5 separate regions of the Mus musculus genome follow, and regions 1, 2, 4 and 5 are each linked to region 3. The links are chromatin contacts, called in public HiChIP or PLAC-seq, capture Hi-C and promoter capture Hi-C maps. All regions are on one chromosome and are shown on one strand. Each heading gives the region's core, a stretch centred on a gene start, on an enhancer-like site or on the middle of the called end of the contact. The rest is flanking DNA. Distances are from core to core; before and after follow the strand shown. Region 1 holds the start of Scoc (short coiled-coil protein). Region 2 holds the start of Ndufb7 (NADH:ubiquinone oxidoreductase subunit B7). Region 3 holds the start of Rnf150 (ring finger protein 150). Region 4 holds the start of Clgn (calmegin). Region 5 overlaps Inpp4b (inositol polyphosphate-4-phosphatase, type II).

Region 1 (2,700 bases), core at 77-2,576, 580 kb before region 3:
ACACTCTTTTCTGGCGTCCTCAGGCACCAGGTACCCAAGTGTTTCAGAGAAATAAATGCAAGTAAAATATACATACAATAAAAAATTAAAACCAAAAACAAATTTTCAGGCCCATTTCTATGACTGGCCCATGTGCATTTGAAAAGAAAGTGTGTTCTTCACTATCTTGGAAAATCCCATCCTTCTTTGAATGTTGCCCATATTCATTCTATTTTGTTGGCACTCCTCTTAGCGTTACCTGGGGTTTCCCTCTCTTCCCATATTCTCCTTCCTTCAAATCCTGAATTGTAGTCCAAGCCTAATACTTTCGTCTCAAACACTAAATGGTAGGTACTTTATTTATAAAGGATTACGGTCACGTGTTAGCAAATCCTGCTTGATTGGTTTAAGATACCCGGGAGTTGTAGAAATGGCTCAGAAGTTAACAGTACTTATTGCTCTTTCACGGGAAGCTGAGTTGAGTTCTCATCATCCTCACCAAATGGTTCACAGCCACCTGTAACCCCAATCCCAGGGGTCTGATTCCCTCTTCTGGCATCTGCAGGCACCTTGCACAGGCACAAGCAAGTACATACACACCGCTACATATTCATGCAATTAAAAATAGAACCTTATATAAGAAAGAAAAGCCAAGAAGAAAGTATTTGTAAGCTGGCCTCTACAGCTCAGAGGTTTTGATAAAGTCAAAGCAAGAATGCTTTGCAGGTAAGAATATACTGTGGTCACTGACCGCTAACAGCAAGATACTTGTTTCAAAGGTTAGGTTATAATGAAGTGTCACGAAAATCACCTAGCAACCCAAAGTCTGGCATTGTACATGTACACTTGAATAAGAAACACAATTTTAATTAAGCCTTGGGTTTTCTGAGACTGAGATCAGGAGACTGCTGATCTAAGGAATCATGACGTGGTCGGGTGAACGGAAGTTTAAAAATTGTCCTGAATATGGGGTACGAAGAGAAACATCCATTAATGGTATATGCTTTGTGCGTTATCTAATTTTAGAAGTGGGGAAAAAGGAAACCGTGCTTTTAGAATCGAGGGGGGAGGGCGCTGCACTGTTCTGCTCACTCTGTTCTTGAATGTGAACGAAATATCTCTCTCCTAGAGTCTGGTCACGGCAATTTCCAGAAATTCTGTCTCTGTTTCCCTCCCTCTCTCCCCGTCTCTCTTTTTTTAACCTAGAGTGACTTTCCACCCCACTTTCCAGGTTCCTGGCGAGACAAAAGATGCTCAGCGAGGACCGCTTTCTTAGGCGCATCTTCTCTTCTGCGCCGTGATTGGTCGCTGCTTTTTTAGGACACGCCCAAAAATCCTGATTGGTCGTCAATGCCCTTTTGTTAGGGCAAAGGTGGACCCCGGTGCTCTGCCACAGGCCTGTCGAGGCGTCCAGCAGCCAGTGCGCAGGCGTGCAATTTCCAGTTAGGATTGGTGGGAGGACGCCTCCTCGCTCGGCGCACGCTCCGTGGGCGGGAAGGGCGGGGCTGACGCTGTCAGTTGGTCGGAGAGCCGCGCGGCCTGAGGCTTCCTACCCATCCCGCCTCTTCCCGGCGCTTCAGACGCAAGGTGAGGCGGCTCGGGGCGGCGAGGGCTGGGCCTGGGAGACCGCCGAGGCCCTGTGGGGCGGGGCGGGATGGAACGGGAACCCGGGCGGCGGCCTGGGTGCTGGATTGCGGCGCCGCGAGGCCCGACATCCCGCCGAGCGCTGCGCAGCCACCTTCCCGGCCCCACGCCGCGGGCTCAGTGGGAAGAGCCCGGCGGTGCGGGACCGGGACGCCGTGGGGGTGCGATGGGACCGGGTAGTAGGAGAAGACGCTCTGCTGCCCGAGCTACCTTCCAGTTCGCCGCAATTCTTCTGCTTCAGCCTCTCGAGTGCTAGGATTGCTTTGCAGGCGTGGTGGCCCGTGCATGTCTGGGGTGGGACGTCTTTGCTAGAACCTGGGTTTGTTTCTTTGTCAGCTTTTCTCAGGCGTCCTGCGGAACAAATATTGAGGAGTAAGGTTTGGGAAGGAGAAATCATAGTTTCCCGAAAAGCCAAGGTTTCTGTTACACCACCAGAGACAGACGTCGCAATAGCCAGAAGGACAGAGGTCCCCAAACCGTTATCCGTTTCTGCGACTCAAAGCTGTGCGTAGGAATCCTAGTGTCTGTATGCTCCAATGATTAAACTGGATGCAGCTAGCTCCCCGGGGATCTAACTTAAGTTTGATCCTTATTGACGATGTAGTTCCTCGATTTCCATCGATTTTGAAAGCCCTAAAATGTCAAAGCAGAACATGAACAGATTAGAAACATCACACTGGAGTGGATGCAGATGAAATTTTATATTTGTTTTGTTTGTGGAAACGCCAAAGGAGTTGAGTTTTTCAAACTCAGTTTAGGACCTTAATAATATCTTGGCTATGAAACATGAGGCAAGGCCTCTAGCCTTTATAAGGCTTAGTATCCACATCTGTGAATTGCATTTTCTTTCTGTTGTGATAAAACTATATATGTAAAGTGTTCAGTGCATTCCTGTAGTGCATTGGACTTTTAAATTTAAAAAACTATTGCTGGTGAGTGGATGATGGATGGAAAACATTAATTGCAGGTTCAAGAGAAGTCTGGTGGTTGAGTTTGAAAGGATATTAGGGAAATGTCAAACTCATATCTGAGATGTTAAGGCCAGCCGAGGTGGAATGATGGGAAAAGCAGAGTGGA
Region 2 (2,700 bases), core at 84-2,583, 700 kb before region 3:
AGGATCCTTTCATTGTAGAGGGTGGATGGAGGATATAAAGGGGTGTGTGTGTGTGTGTGGGGGGGGGTTCACCTGGAATGGGGACTCCGCCAGGCTAGGGACAAGTCATTTGGAAGGAGTTTGGAGATGCATGGGTGTGGGAGCAGGAGCTACTCTTGCTTTCTCACAAGAGCTTGCCTAAGATGAAGAGGCAGTGAAGAACTATAGAAGCAACAATGTAGGCTATAGCATCCCTGAGCACCACTGGGCCTATGAGCTCTGTGCTCCCGAGGCCAAAGGGAAAGGACTGTGAGTTAGAGACTAGTCTGACTCAAAAATAAGAAGGGGGTCTGGAGTGAGGAAGCAACTTGGAGACCAGGTCAGCAGGGCCAGCTGAGTTTTACCAGGGTTTTGGATTAGCCAAGCAAGAGAGGCGGCCAGGGAGTGCTGTATTTTCAAAATGACTATGGGCAAAGCAGGGTGTCAGGTGGGTAAATGTTCTGCAGATTCAGTACTGACGGAGCCATCTTCTAGTCGACACTACAACCTTTTGGTAAGGCAAGTCATTTGTGTCTTTCCCCTGCTTACAAGTGGGGCTCTGTCCCTCCCTGGTACCAGCTTCATCAATCTCATATACACCCCTTTTAGCCTGTGCTTCTACACTCTTAAATTTGCTTCCCAGATCTTTTTGGACACGCTGCTTTGTCCAGGGGGCTCCCTGAAGACAGCGCCAGTGGCTCTCTGCTACCCTGGGGCATCCCAAGTGCCAAACTAGGACTTTGTCCAGAGCTGTCACTCTGATTTTCCTATACAGGAAGAATGAGAACCTTGCGAGTACACACAGGCCTTGGGTTCCTCCCCCAGCACCATCACACTAGACAGGACAAGGAGCATGATCGCTCCAGCCCCCCAACCTTGTATTATTGTACGTAACCAAATGCTAGTGACAATGTATGGAGATGCAAAGAACATGTCCTAGGCTCCGCGCTGTGCCCAGGACGAAGTGCACCGGGGCAGTCTCATCTTCCCGTTCTCTGCTGTCTCGTCCCAGCCTTTTGCTTTAGCCATCCCCGCACAGCCTCCACACTCAAGGAGGTCGCCCTCCCGACTCGACCCGGCCCTCCGCAAGCAGGCAGCTGAGTTCCGCGGGATCTGCGGTCGCGCCTGCGCACTGAGCTCACCTCGCTCCTTGCGCTCCGGAAAGCCGAGGTCCGGCGGGAAGCTGGGTATCTTCTCGGGGTCAGGCTCCACCGAGGCATCCCACAGATAGCGCCGGGTCAGGTGCGCCCCCATGGCTACTCTGCCTTACCCTTCTTTAGTAGCCGGGGTCACCTCGCTCCCACCTGGAAGCACTGCCCCTTCAGTGTCTTCCGGGTCATCTAGGCTGCGGCGGGGGTCATAGAGATGAACGATGGAACGCTTCCTGGCTCGCTGACACCCCCTGGCGGTGTGGAGGAGACAGAGCGGGTGCGGCGAACGCCAGTTGGCTAGAAGGCCAGGCTGGCCAGGGAGTTGCAGGGAGGAGTGCGGGTGTGGAAGCGGGGAGGTGGCAGGGTCCCCTGTGCTCTGCCCAGTGCTAGGATTATAAATGTGTGCCACCAAGCCTGCTGTATACATGTGTATACATGGGTACTGTGGACACCCTGGACCGAACCATCTTCCGCGTTCCTCTTCCTCCTCCTCTTTTTTTTTTTTTTCTTAAATTAATTTTTTTTTCTGGTTTTAGGATAGACCCCCAGGCCTAGCATATGGTAGATAAGTGCTTTCCCACAGATATACACTACCATTTCCAACACTCGAACTTCCAAACACTTTCCCTAGGTTTGTCGGTGTGAGTGCACATACGTAGGTGTGCTTATGAGTGCATTTGGTGGTCAGAGGTCAATTTCTGGGGTCATTACTCTGTCTCTGTCCAACTTGTTTGAGACACTGTCTCCCACTGGCTTTGAACCCTTCAAGTAGGTGAGGCTGGCTGTCTAGAAGGCCCGAGAGATTTAACCGGGCACCCTGTCTGTGGTTCTGGAATTTCAAGCGTGTGCCCCCACACCAGGAGTTTTCTTACATGGGGTTTGGGGACTGAATTGAGTTCTTTATGTTGGTAAAGCAATCACAGTAATGACTGAGCCCTCCTTCCAGTCGTTGTTCTTCTAAAATGAATACTTTGTGATCCTGGTCTAGAACATGGTAAATGAAGGCTTTACCACTGAAGCCTGTCCGTAGTGCCCAATCCTGACCAGAGAGGGCGCAGCCAACCTGATGGTCTTAAAAGCTCTTGGTCTAGAGCTTCTGAAGGAACCACTCTCTTCCTTGCTCCTAAGTGTCTGTCAGGGTGTGTCCTCTCTTGGCTTGCTCTCTCCTCTCATCCAGGACAGCTTATTTGACTCAGACTAAGCACACCTCTCTGTTCAGAGCTCCCCAAGGCGGGCTGGTCTGTAAGCCCCAGGGATCCTCTTGTCTTTGTCTCCTCTGGGCTGCCATGCCCAGCGTCTGTTTTACATGGTATTTTAGTTAGGGTTTCCATTGCTGTGATGAAATACCACCAGAAGCCATTTGGGGAGGTAAGTGTTTTACTTCCCGGTCTGGAATGCAGTATGTCCTGACGGGAATGTCCTGATGGGAAGTCAGGACAGGAACACAGACCCTGGAGGCAGGAACTGACACAGTGGCCACCCAGGAGTGCTGCTTACTGGCATTCTCAGGCTGCTTTCTTTTCTTTGTATA
Region 3 (2,700 bases), core at 98-2,597:
ATACTCCCCCAACATACTGAAACCTCTCATGCTTGTAACCTGTCCCCCAAGCGACGCACAACAAAACTTAATAGGTTCATACATAAGAGACTGGTCTCTGGTGCTGCACGGACTTCTCAGCCAGAGGTGCCCCGGAGGCGGTGCTAGATCTCCCTAGACGCTTCTCGGGCTCCCCTCCCCCACGTCCGCCAGGCACCCCCCGGGTTGCTCACCTGCGTGGGGCATGGTGATGGTCTCGTTTGTGTTGGAGCCCACGTTAAAGATGACCACAGCGGAGGCGTTCTGCAGGAACGCGTTCCGGATCTTATCCCTGTACGTGCAGTTGCCCTTGGGGATGAGGGCTATCCAGTGCTTGCCGTGGGCCGGCGCGGCGAACTTGGTGTTGGGGTCGCAAGCCAGGCGGTCTTGGGCCGAGCTGGCCATGACCACCTCGCCGCGCGCGTCCTGCTTGGGCGAGTGCTCCCCGTATCGCCCGCACTCGCTCTTCTCCGTGTGCAGCTCCGCGCCGCCACCGCTGCCCGCCACCGCGGCCCCGGGCTCGGGCTCCAAATAGGTGATGTTCACGAAGGCGGTGTACCATTCCTCCTTCTCCGCCACGGTGAAGTCCAGGCAGAGCAGATGCACGAAACAAAAGGAAAGCAGCCATGTTGAGAGAGCCAGACTGCGGCACGCTTGGATGAGAGACATTGTCATCTCTCTCCTCCGGGGTCCCCTCCCCGCCCCCTGCGCCCTCCCCCCGCTCCGTCCCTCCTTTCCCTGCCCCGGCCAACCCCGGGCAGCCACTCTGGTTCTCCTGTCGCTGCGACTCACTCCCTGGCCGGCGGAGCTCCGGCTGGGACGCGCAGACGCTGCGGAGACCGGATCCGGGACGAGCGGGAGAAACCCGCCCTGTCCCCTCTCAGCCGAAGCGCGGCGCTGGCATCGGGCTTCCCGGGTGATCGCGGCGCGGTCGCGGAGCGGGCGCCGCGCACTTGCGGGGGAGTCCGGCTGCCAGGCGTCCTGTTCCTTTGCCCCGTGTCGCCTTCTCTCATAGAGGTGGCGGGGTCCTCGGGTTTGGAAGGGGTGGCGGCTCTGCTTGTCGCGGCCGAGCGGGGCGGGGGTGGGGTGCTGGAGATCCTCGGTGCTGGGACTATCGGTCCCGCTGCAGACGCGGAGGTCGCTCCTGTTATGCGTGGGTTCCCATGGGCAGTAGGCGCTGCGCTTCTGGCCAGACTAGGTGGCTACGCCCGGGACACTCACTTGCCGAGGGAGGGGGAGGTACGGGGCAGATGGGATGGGGGAGAGCGTGAGGAGAGGGATACAGCGTTTTGTGTGTGTCTGTATTTGTGTGTGTGTGTGTGTGTGTGTGTGTGTGTGTGTGTGTGTGTGTGTGTGTGTGTGTGTGTGTGATGTGCGCGTGCAAGGAGGAGCTTAGTATGATGTCAAAGCTCCTGGGCTCCCCTTGCAACGCTCACTCTGTCTCTCTTCCTGGGCGTCAGCGACCTCTGCTGGGCCTCAAATTCAGGCTTCGACAGTTGCGGGCAAAAGGTAAAAAGGACCTTCAGGCCTTTGAATTGGGAACAATTAATTGAGGGAGTCTTAAATACAGCAAAGTGTAGGAACCTCTCTGGAACAGCATTTCCGTTTGCTGGAAGATGTGCAGAGAGTTCTCTGGTATTTATCCCAGCACTGATTGGTCATGAGGCCCCTCCCCCCCGCCCCCCCAGACCTGAATATTTAGGACAGTGGCTGTCAGAATTCCAGTTTTAAACCAGGACTGATCAGCATGAATTCAGGAGAATTTCACATTTATTAAGTCAGGGGTGGGGTCCTTGGTGATGCACACTCTGCTGGTCTAAGGACCAGTCTGTGGTGTGGGTAAAAGTGACTTCTTTTCCTCTGCTCTGGAAGCCAGCTCATGGCATGGCGTTAGTTTTCTTAGAAAATGGACCTCTCCTCATACTTTAAGATTGAGACATTTTGCCTCCATTCCCACTCTAATAGCCCTGCCTTAGAGGATTCACAGCGTCAGTAGGTGGTATGTGTGTGTGTGTGTGTGTGTGTGTGTGTGTGTGTGTGTGTTCGTTACCATTTTAAGCTGTGTTTTCCAGTTGTGACAGAGATTAAAAGAAACCAGTGGAGAACAGTTTCCTAGAGTCGTGTTCTAATAGCAGAATTCTTTAACAATTAGATATCTGGTTGGTTGTTACACTTCCTCATTAATGGTTTCTGTAGTTTCAGAAACCAGTAATATAAAATGTCTACTTATTTATACATACACAAATATGGTAGTGCTTAATGATTTACATTATATCTTCCACCTGGTTCTCTTTCCTGTGCCTCTCGAGAAGCACTGAGAAGCCCAGCAGTTTTTGTCACAATATACACATCCTAGGTCTGGACATCACAAAACAGAAGATGGATTCTGGATATATCCTATGTCTAAATATAATCCTCAAAGGACGAAGGACTTGAATGATTATTAGGGGACCAGTTGTTGGTAATAGGAAGGAGTTGTAGGTACAATAGATCAGACAGGTTGGTGTTTGATGTGTTCAGAAGCCATAGTGAGCTCATCAGGGGTGGAGAGAGATGAGCGATGGAAAGAATGAGATGGGATTAATGGTGGGAAGATTCTAAGTGGCCTTGCAGTTTAATCTGGGTGAGAGGAAGATTCCTGGGAGATGTCTGGACAGAAAAATGTGGTGTTATATGAGAACA
Region 4 (2,700 bases), core at 41-2,540, 530 kb before region 3:
AGGAAAGTTTAGTAGACACCAAACAAGCCCAGAGCCCTGAGCCCCCACCTGCTAGCTGCATATCCATCAGCACACGCCACCATTTACAGACAACAGACCAACAAGACCAATCAAAACAAGACAAAAAAGACTATCTTGAGTTTAAGGAACAGGATCAATGTGTCTGGATGACCAAACCAACAGACTGTAGACTAGAAAATGGTCAAAATTACAATTACCAAAAAAAGAGAGCTACCTAGGGAGATGTCAATTTTTCAGGGCAAGAAAAACAACCATGATTTACTATTCTGTTTCAACATAAATTAATCTTCGTCAGAGATATTGAACCATTGACCACCTAATTTTTAAATTTTTGTTTTGCCTAATTTGTTTATTTCTGTTTATACCTTCGGTCTCCAGCTCCCAACTTCCTAGCCTTTTGCTCTTTAACCCCAAACAAACCCCTGCATAGCTTCTTCCTCCTGGGTGGGGCAGATGCCACTTAAACTCAGCTAAAGTATCTGACTGATAGTAAACAGGCTTTAGATAATGAGACTCTAGTCATTAAGGTTTTCTGGATTCAACACAGGGCCGGTTACTCCCCAATGGCTCCTGTTAGGCTCCACCCAAGTGTCTAGGGAGTGGCCAGGATTCTCTGGCCACCTTAGCCAGGTTTGAGCGTGGGGGTGGGGGAGGTAGGGTTCTTTGGCTTCACAGAGAAGTGGGCTGCAAATGTGCCCAGGTTGGTTTTGTTGCATTTTCTAGAAAGATGCGAGAAGAACTCTCCAGGGATTGTGGTAGAGCTTCGTGGAACCGGGCCACACAGTGGCAACAGCAGCTGTGGCAACCGCTGGGATAACGGACTTGAGAGAGGCGCCAGGCTGGGCAGGGCAACCTGGCCTTCCCCAGTGTCAGGGAAGCAGAAGGAGGACCCAAGGGACTCAGGGTGGCGTCTCCCTCCATCCAGGGCTGATCTCTGTCCCCGAGGTTGGCAGAGCCCACCCAAGAGTCTAACTCCCACATTCATCCCTGAACTCATCCTCCAGCCTCACCTGGCCGCACCAAGCTAAGCCTTCTTCTAGTCTCAGAAGAGGATGCTGCGGGGCACCTGGATCCGATTTCTCACCCGGTCCCCAGAGAACAAGCCGCAGGAAGGCGGCCCGCGGTCTACACACCTGTCCTGCGGGCTTGTGTCCAGCAGCGGCAGCTCAGGTGTCCGACTGGCCGCTACTTGGTGCCCGGCGTCTCCCCAGAGCGATCCCGCCGGCAGCCGCCCAGCAGCGACTGCTAACTGCGCGTGCGCGAGCGGCCGCGCGGGAGGATGCAGGATGCAGAGGCAGCCCCAGTGCGCAAGCGGCCCGCTCAACCGCCGCTCGGGACCCAGCGGCCGCGCGCCTGGGGGGATGCGGTCCTTCCAACGTCAGTCCCTCTCTGGAGCTCAGGCTGCTGGCTCTGCAGACTGCTCAGTTCTTCGTGTCGCACCTTAATTGGTTCCCGGATGGATGATGAATAGATGGATGGTTTTGGGTTTTTTTGTTTTTCTTTCTCTTGTTTTGTTCTGATGACCTTAAACTTTTTGATCCTCCTTCCCTTCTTCCTGACTTTTGGATTTGCAACGCCACACTGTTATGCAGTAGTGATTGAAGCCCTCTTGGTGGGGTTATGCAAGCTCTGTATCAGTTGATCCACATCTTTTGTTTCCTCAATTTTATCTCAACGTTTTTAAAAGAGTGCCAGGGCAGGTGTGCCAAATTCATACGCTGAAATTTCCCTCTATATTTTTGTGTTTTAGTAGCTGATTGTTCATGGTTATCAACCGGGAAGCTTCCTATTTCACACATGCTCCTGGCTTGCTATTACATTATAAATGAAACTGTACATTTTCATTTTGTCAGTATTAATGTTAATAATTTGCCACAGACACATAATTGGTTTTTTATTAATCTTGAACACTCCTTGAAGGCATTACCTGCTTTTTTCTCTGTATGTTTACAATTCTGTATATTGTTTGTATCGTCTTAATTTGTGTGACCAAACTTTGAGTCTGTGTAAACGTTCTGTTTTCTGTTCATAAATGTTTGAAGTCTGCCCCTTGATTTAGGATCTGTCATTTTTTTGCTTGACTCAACTTTACTGTGGTTTCAATACAGTAATTTTAACTAACTGTCTTCATTCCTTATTAGGCACAAGCAACATTTTTAAAAACTTAACACACCTCCATCCAAGAGTCCATCCTATTTAGGCATAGAGTCTGTTTTATCCAGTCACTGTGTACAGTTACTGTGGTACCCAAATTGTCCTAGGTTTAACTGAAGGAGGTGTGAAGGGTTCTTTGGAAAGTCAGTTGGGTGGTGTTTTGCTGGGACAAACACTTGAAGGAGCATCTTGTTAAAGTGGACATAGGTGTGAAAGGCTACAGCAGACTCGTGAAGGAATGTTACACTGAAGCAGACACAGGAGAGAGGATGTTCTGCTAAAGCAAACATGTGAAAGGACACGTGATAAAGGATTCTTCGCTAATGACATATGTATTGGTGTGCCTTACATTGTGTAGTTGAGCTGTGTCTGTCGGGACTCCATAGAAACACATTAAAGAATTGTTGGTAGTGTGTTGTAGTTTTTGTTGCTTTTGCAGACTTGGGCTGATTGGCAGAGTGATGTCAGCTGAGACAGACGCACATGCTAAGGCAGGACCTGTGGAGGACACGTGATGTTTAGAGG
Region 5 (2,700 bases), core at 166-2,665, 970 kb after region 3:
CTCACAGAATAACTAAAAAGAGGAAATGATTATCCCTCAAGCATAAAAACAACATTTACATTCTTAGGAAAGTGAGCCATGCTAAGGCCGGAGTATTTGTATTCCTTTCACACTGGTGAGTTTCAGCATATCATTATCTAGATTTTAAATAAAGGAAACATTTAAATAAAACTAAAGTATATTGAATAACCTCATTTATAGGACAAACATATTCTTTGTCTCTAGTAAAACAATGCAAACCCTCACTCATTTCAAATAATAAAGATAATTATAAAATGATTAAAATAAAAATATAAAAAATAACCCCTGATACTATTAATGATATTCTGCTAGGCTTTCAGACTGGAGTCTAACATAACTATCTGAGAGGCTTCATCCAGCAGCTGATGGAAAACGGTACAGAGACCCACAGCCAAACAATAGGCAGAGCTCAGGGAGTCTTGTGGAAGGAGCCCGAGTCAGGATTTAGGAAGCTAGAGAATCAAGGACACTTGTAAGAAGAGCTAGAGAGTAAAAGATCCTGGACCCATGGGGACTCACAGAGATGGAACAACTAACCAAAGAGCATGCAGGGACTGGACTTAAGTCCCCTAACACAGATGTAGCAGATGAGCAGGTTGGTCTTCATGTGAGTCTCCTAACAATTAAAGGGTTGTGTGGTGCTCTTACCCTGTTACCTGCCTTTGAATTCCTTCTGCTAGCTGAGCTGCCTTAGCTGGCCTCAGTGGGAGAGGATGCACTTAGTCCTGCTGATTGGTGTACCAGGGTGAGTTGGTATCCATGGGGAGTGGGGGGGGGGGTCTCCCTTCTCTAAAGAAAAGGGGAGGGGGGATGTGGGAGGGGGATGAGGGTAGGACTGGGAAGAAAGGGGCAGCAATCAGGCTGTAAAGTGAATAATAAAATTTGAAAAATATTATAAATGAAAACATAAAAATAATAAAGAGGTACATTTTAAATAACCTGCTGTGCAAAGTCAATGATTGAGAGTGTGCATCATATGAAGCTAAGAATTTTCTGGATAGAAGGAAAAAAGATATAGAAGAGGGAAGTGACATGACCTCAATGGTCCATCATAGCAGAAGAGAGTCCTTGAAACAGCCGCCTCCACATCTTCCTATGAAGCTGTAATCAATAGAAGAAACAAGATTCTTCTGGCCCCAAGGGGCTGGTGAGAGACTAATGTTCCTTTGTCTCTAACCCAATAGAGGAGGAAGTATGAGAAATTTTTCACAGCAAGTATGCCAGATACTAATAGTTTAACATAAACAAAATAAAGCAAATAAAAGGCCTAGCATGTTCTCCAGTTGAAAGAGTCTAAAGGAAGCTGTTATTTGTCTGTAGGTCCTGCTAGGCTCTGTAGGAAAGAGGCCACAGCCTCAGATCACTGTCCCTAGGGGGTTGACCCAGAATTCCTTGGACTATTTCCTGTCTGCTCAGACATGCATCTCCTTACCCTCATTTCCACCCCACTTCCTTTCCCCAGAGACCATTCTTTCTAGAAGTTCAGACATGGAACCCTGAATAATAAAGAAATAGACACTTCTTAAATGTTTAGAAGAGGAAAGCAGCAAGTCAGTCTTAATAACACCAAATCCTGCTTTGAGTGTGACATTATATACATTATTCAGTTAATTTGTTGGAAAGAAAAATACAGTTTTCTGTTACTCTACTGAGTTCTTTCTTTACAGAAGTGTTACTATGAATGTTATGCCTTTTCAGTGATTTTTCTGATCAACTAGAAGTTACATGTGGTCCTCCTTAATGCACAGGTAGAGTGAAGATGTACATGCTTAAAAGTCTTGAAGTCACTGGACACTCATGCAGTAAGCCTACTGAAGGCCATTTCTCCTCTTTCTAATATATCCTCAACTCATTTCCATTTACACAAAGTTTTTAAATCACTTACAAACACAGTAATCAGCCTGTCAATATGCCAGGTCAATTTGCTGTAGACCGATCAAACTATCGCAGACAGGCATACACTTTTTCAGTGTGTGCATGTATGACAGCTGTCCATGAAATAATTAGATATAGCTTTGAGACACTGTCTTTTGACAAGAAGAACGCTGTCAATAGGATGTGGCAGGGCAATTTATATGGAACCTTTTAAACAAAATACAGAATTCACAGAGATCTGGGATGTTCTTCTGAGATACTATTTTCATCCACAGAGGCAGTGCTGGCTCCTGGTCATCAAAGACTACTCAATGATTCCTATCAGAAGGCCCTCTTCTGTGTTGTGGATAGCCCTGGTGTTGCTTGTATTTTGATGTTAATTCCACTCTCCCAGGAAGGTTTGCAGAGGGGGGTGGGGGTGACTTAACTTGTAAAATAAAGGCTAGAGCCAGTGATTGGGCCGTGGAAGGGAATGTGGAGCTGAGAAGTTTGGGGAAAAAGGGAAAAGGAGGACAGAGATGAGGGAGAAGGAACGAAGATGGAGCAAGAGGAAGATGACCCAGATTTCATGTGGCTTTAAATAGCCACTGGTAGCTATAAATATCTTATAAGAGATGGATAATTATGGGACAATTTGTCCAATCTAGGTGGGCAATTTATATCATTATGAATTGGCTCTGAAATTATTGTTTGGGCATCTTGTGAATTGAGAATTTATTGATATATAAATCTTACTGATTAATTGTAAGTTTCTAGAGTTTTGATTTACTGGGTTAGGGGGATTTGTGACCACAGACCACAGGG

What was found. Promoter capture Hi-C pulls out the DNA fragments that hold promoters and counts their contacts. HiChIP or PLAC-seq counts read pairs in DNA pulled down with a chosen protein or histone mark. Capture Hi-C pulls out chosen DNA fragments and counts their contacts.
Region 1: a contact with region 3 is called in a capture Hi-C map of macrophages, with 5 times the contacts expected there. The contact joins the promoter of Scoc here to the promoter of Rnf150 in region 3. A contact is called at or near these places in 18 of 39 promoter capture datasets (the 3T3-L1 cell line, 3T3-L1-derived adipocytes, the C10 cell line and 10 more), 3 of 15 datasets of contacts at CTCF or cohesin (embryonic stem cells, large pre-B cells and pro-B cells), 14 of 484 Hi-C or Micro-C datasets (adipose-derived mesenchymal stem cells, cardiomyocytes, cerebellum and 10 more), 13 of 115 datasets of contacts at active chromatin or transcription factors (the 230-238 cell line, the NIH/3T3 cell line, astrocytes and 9 more) and 2 of 9 other capture datasets (embryonic stem cells and macrophages).
Region 2: a promoter capture Hi-C map of second pharyngeal arch cranial neural crest shows a contact between it and region 3. The contact joins the promoter of Ndufb7 here to the promoter of Rnf150 in region 3. A contact is called at or near these places in 8 of 39 promoter capture datasets (the C10 cell line, cranial neural crest, embryonic stem cells and 5 more), 2 of 484 Hi-C or Micro-C datasets (cortical neurons and muscle stem cells), 5 of 115 datasets of contacts at active chromatin or transcription factors (astrocytes, embryonic forebrain, embryonic stem cells and 2 more) and 1 of 9 other capture datasets (embryonic stem cells).
Region 4: a contact with region 3 is called in an H3K4me3 HiChIP or PLAC-seq map of embryonic stem cells, with 13 read pairs. The contact joins the promoter of Clgn here to the promoter of Rnf150 in region 3. A contact is called at or near these places in 11 of 39 promoter capture datasets (the 3T3-L1 cell line, the C10 cell line, cranial neural crest and 6 more), 1 of 15 datasets of contacts at CTCF or cohesin (large pre-B cells), 3 of 484 Hi-C or Micro-C datasets (the C2C12 cell line, embryonic stem cells and pro-B cells) and 6 of 115 datasets of contacts at active chromatin or transcription factors (embryonic forebrain, embryonic stem cells, neural tube and 1 more).
Region 5: a contact with region 3 is called in an H3K4me3 HiChIP or PLAC-seq map of the 230-238 cell line, with 7 times the contacts expected there. The contact joins the enhancer-like site here to the promoter of Rnf150 in region 3. A contact is called at or near these places in 9 of 39 promoter capture datasets (the 3T3-L1 cell line, the C10 cell line, HPC-7-derived erythroid cells and 5 more), 1 of 115 datasets of contacts at active chromatin or transcription factors (the 230-238 cell line) and 1 of 9 other capture datasets (embryonic stem cells).

What each region holds. Positions count from the first base shown.
Region 1 is chr8:83,441,288-83,443,987 of GRCm38.p6, reverse strand. Scoc (short coiled-coil protein) reads left to right here and starts at 1,326. Exons shown (of 4, transcript NM_019708.4): 1 at 1,326-1,566.
Region 2 is chr8:83,565,391-83,568,090 of GRCm38.p6, reverse strand. It overlaps Ndufb7 (NADH:ubiquinone oxidoreductase subunit B7), which reads right to left and starts at 1,333. Exons shown (of 3, transcript NM_025843.3): 1 at 1,161-1,333. The coding sequence starts at 1,272.
Region 3 is chr8:82,862,003-82,864,702 of GRCm38.p6, reverse strand. It overlaps Rnf150 (ring finger protein 150), which reads right to left and starts at 1,347. Exons shown (of 7, transcript NM_177378.4): 1 at 213-1,347. The coding sequence starts at 693.
Region 4 is chr8:83,388,432-83,391,131 of GRCm38.p6, reverse strand. Clgn (calmegin) reads right to left here and starts at 1,290. Exons shown (of 15, transcript NM_009904.4): 1 at 1,032-1,290. It overlaps Gm32377 (a long non-coding RNA gene), which reads left to right and starts at 1,643. Exons shown (of 5, transcript XR_878991.3): 1 at 1,643-1,721.
Region 5 is chr8:81,887,761-81,890,460 of GRCm38.p6, reverse strand. The region is part of intron 9 of Inpp4b (inositol polyphosphate-4-phosphatase, type II); the gene reads right to left. Among named protein-coding and RNA genes, the nearest start is that of Gm25267, 260 kb to the left of the region's middle. Within about 2 kb of position 1,415, at least 7 of the 459 cell types and tissues checked have an H3K27ac peak or open chromatin away from gene starts, as enhancers often do. A contact at or near this core is called in the 230-238 cell line and stem cell-derived epiblast-like cells, where this site is marked.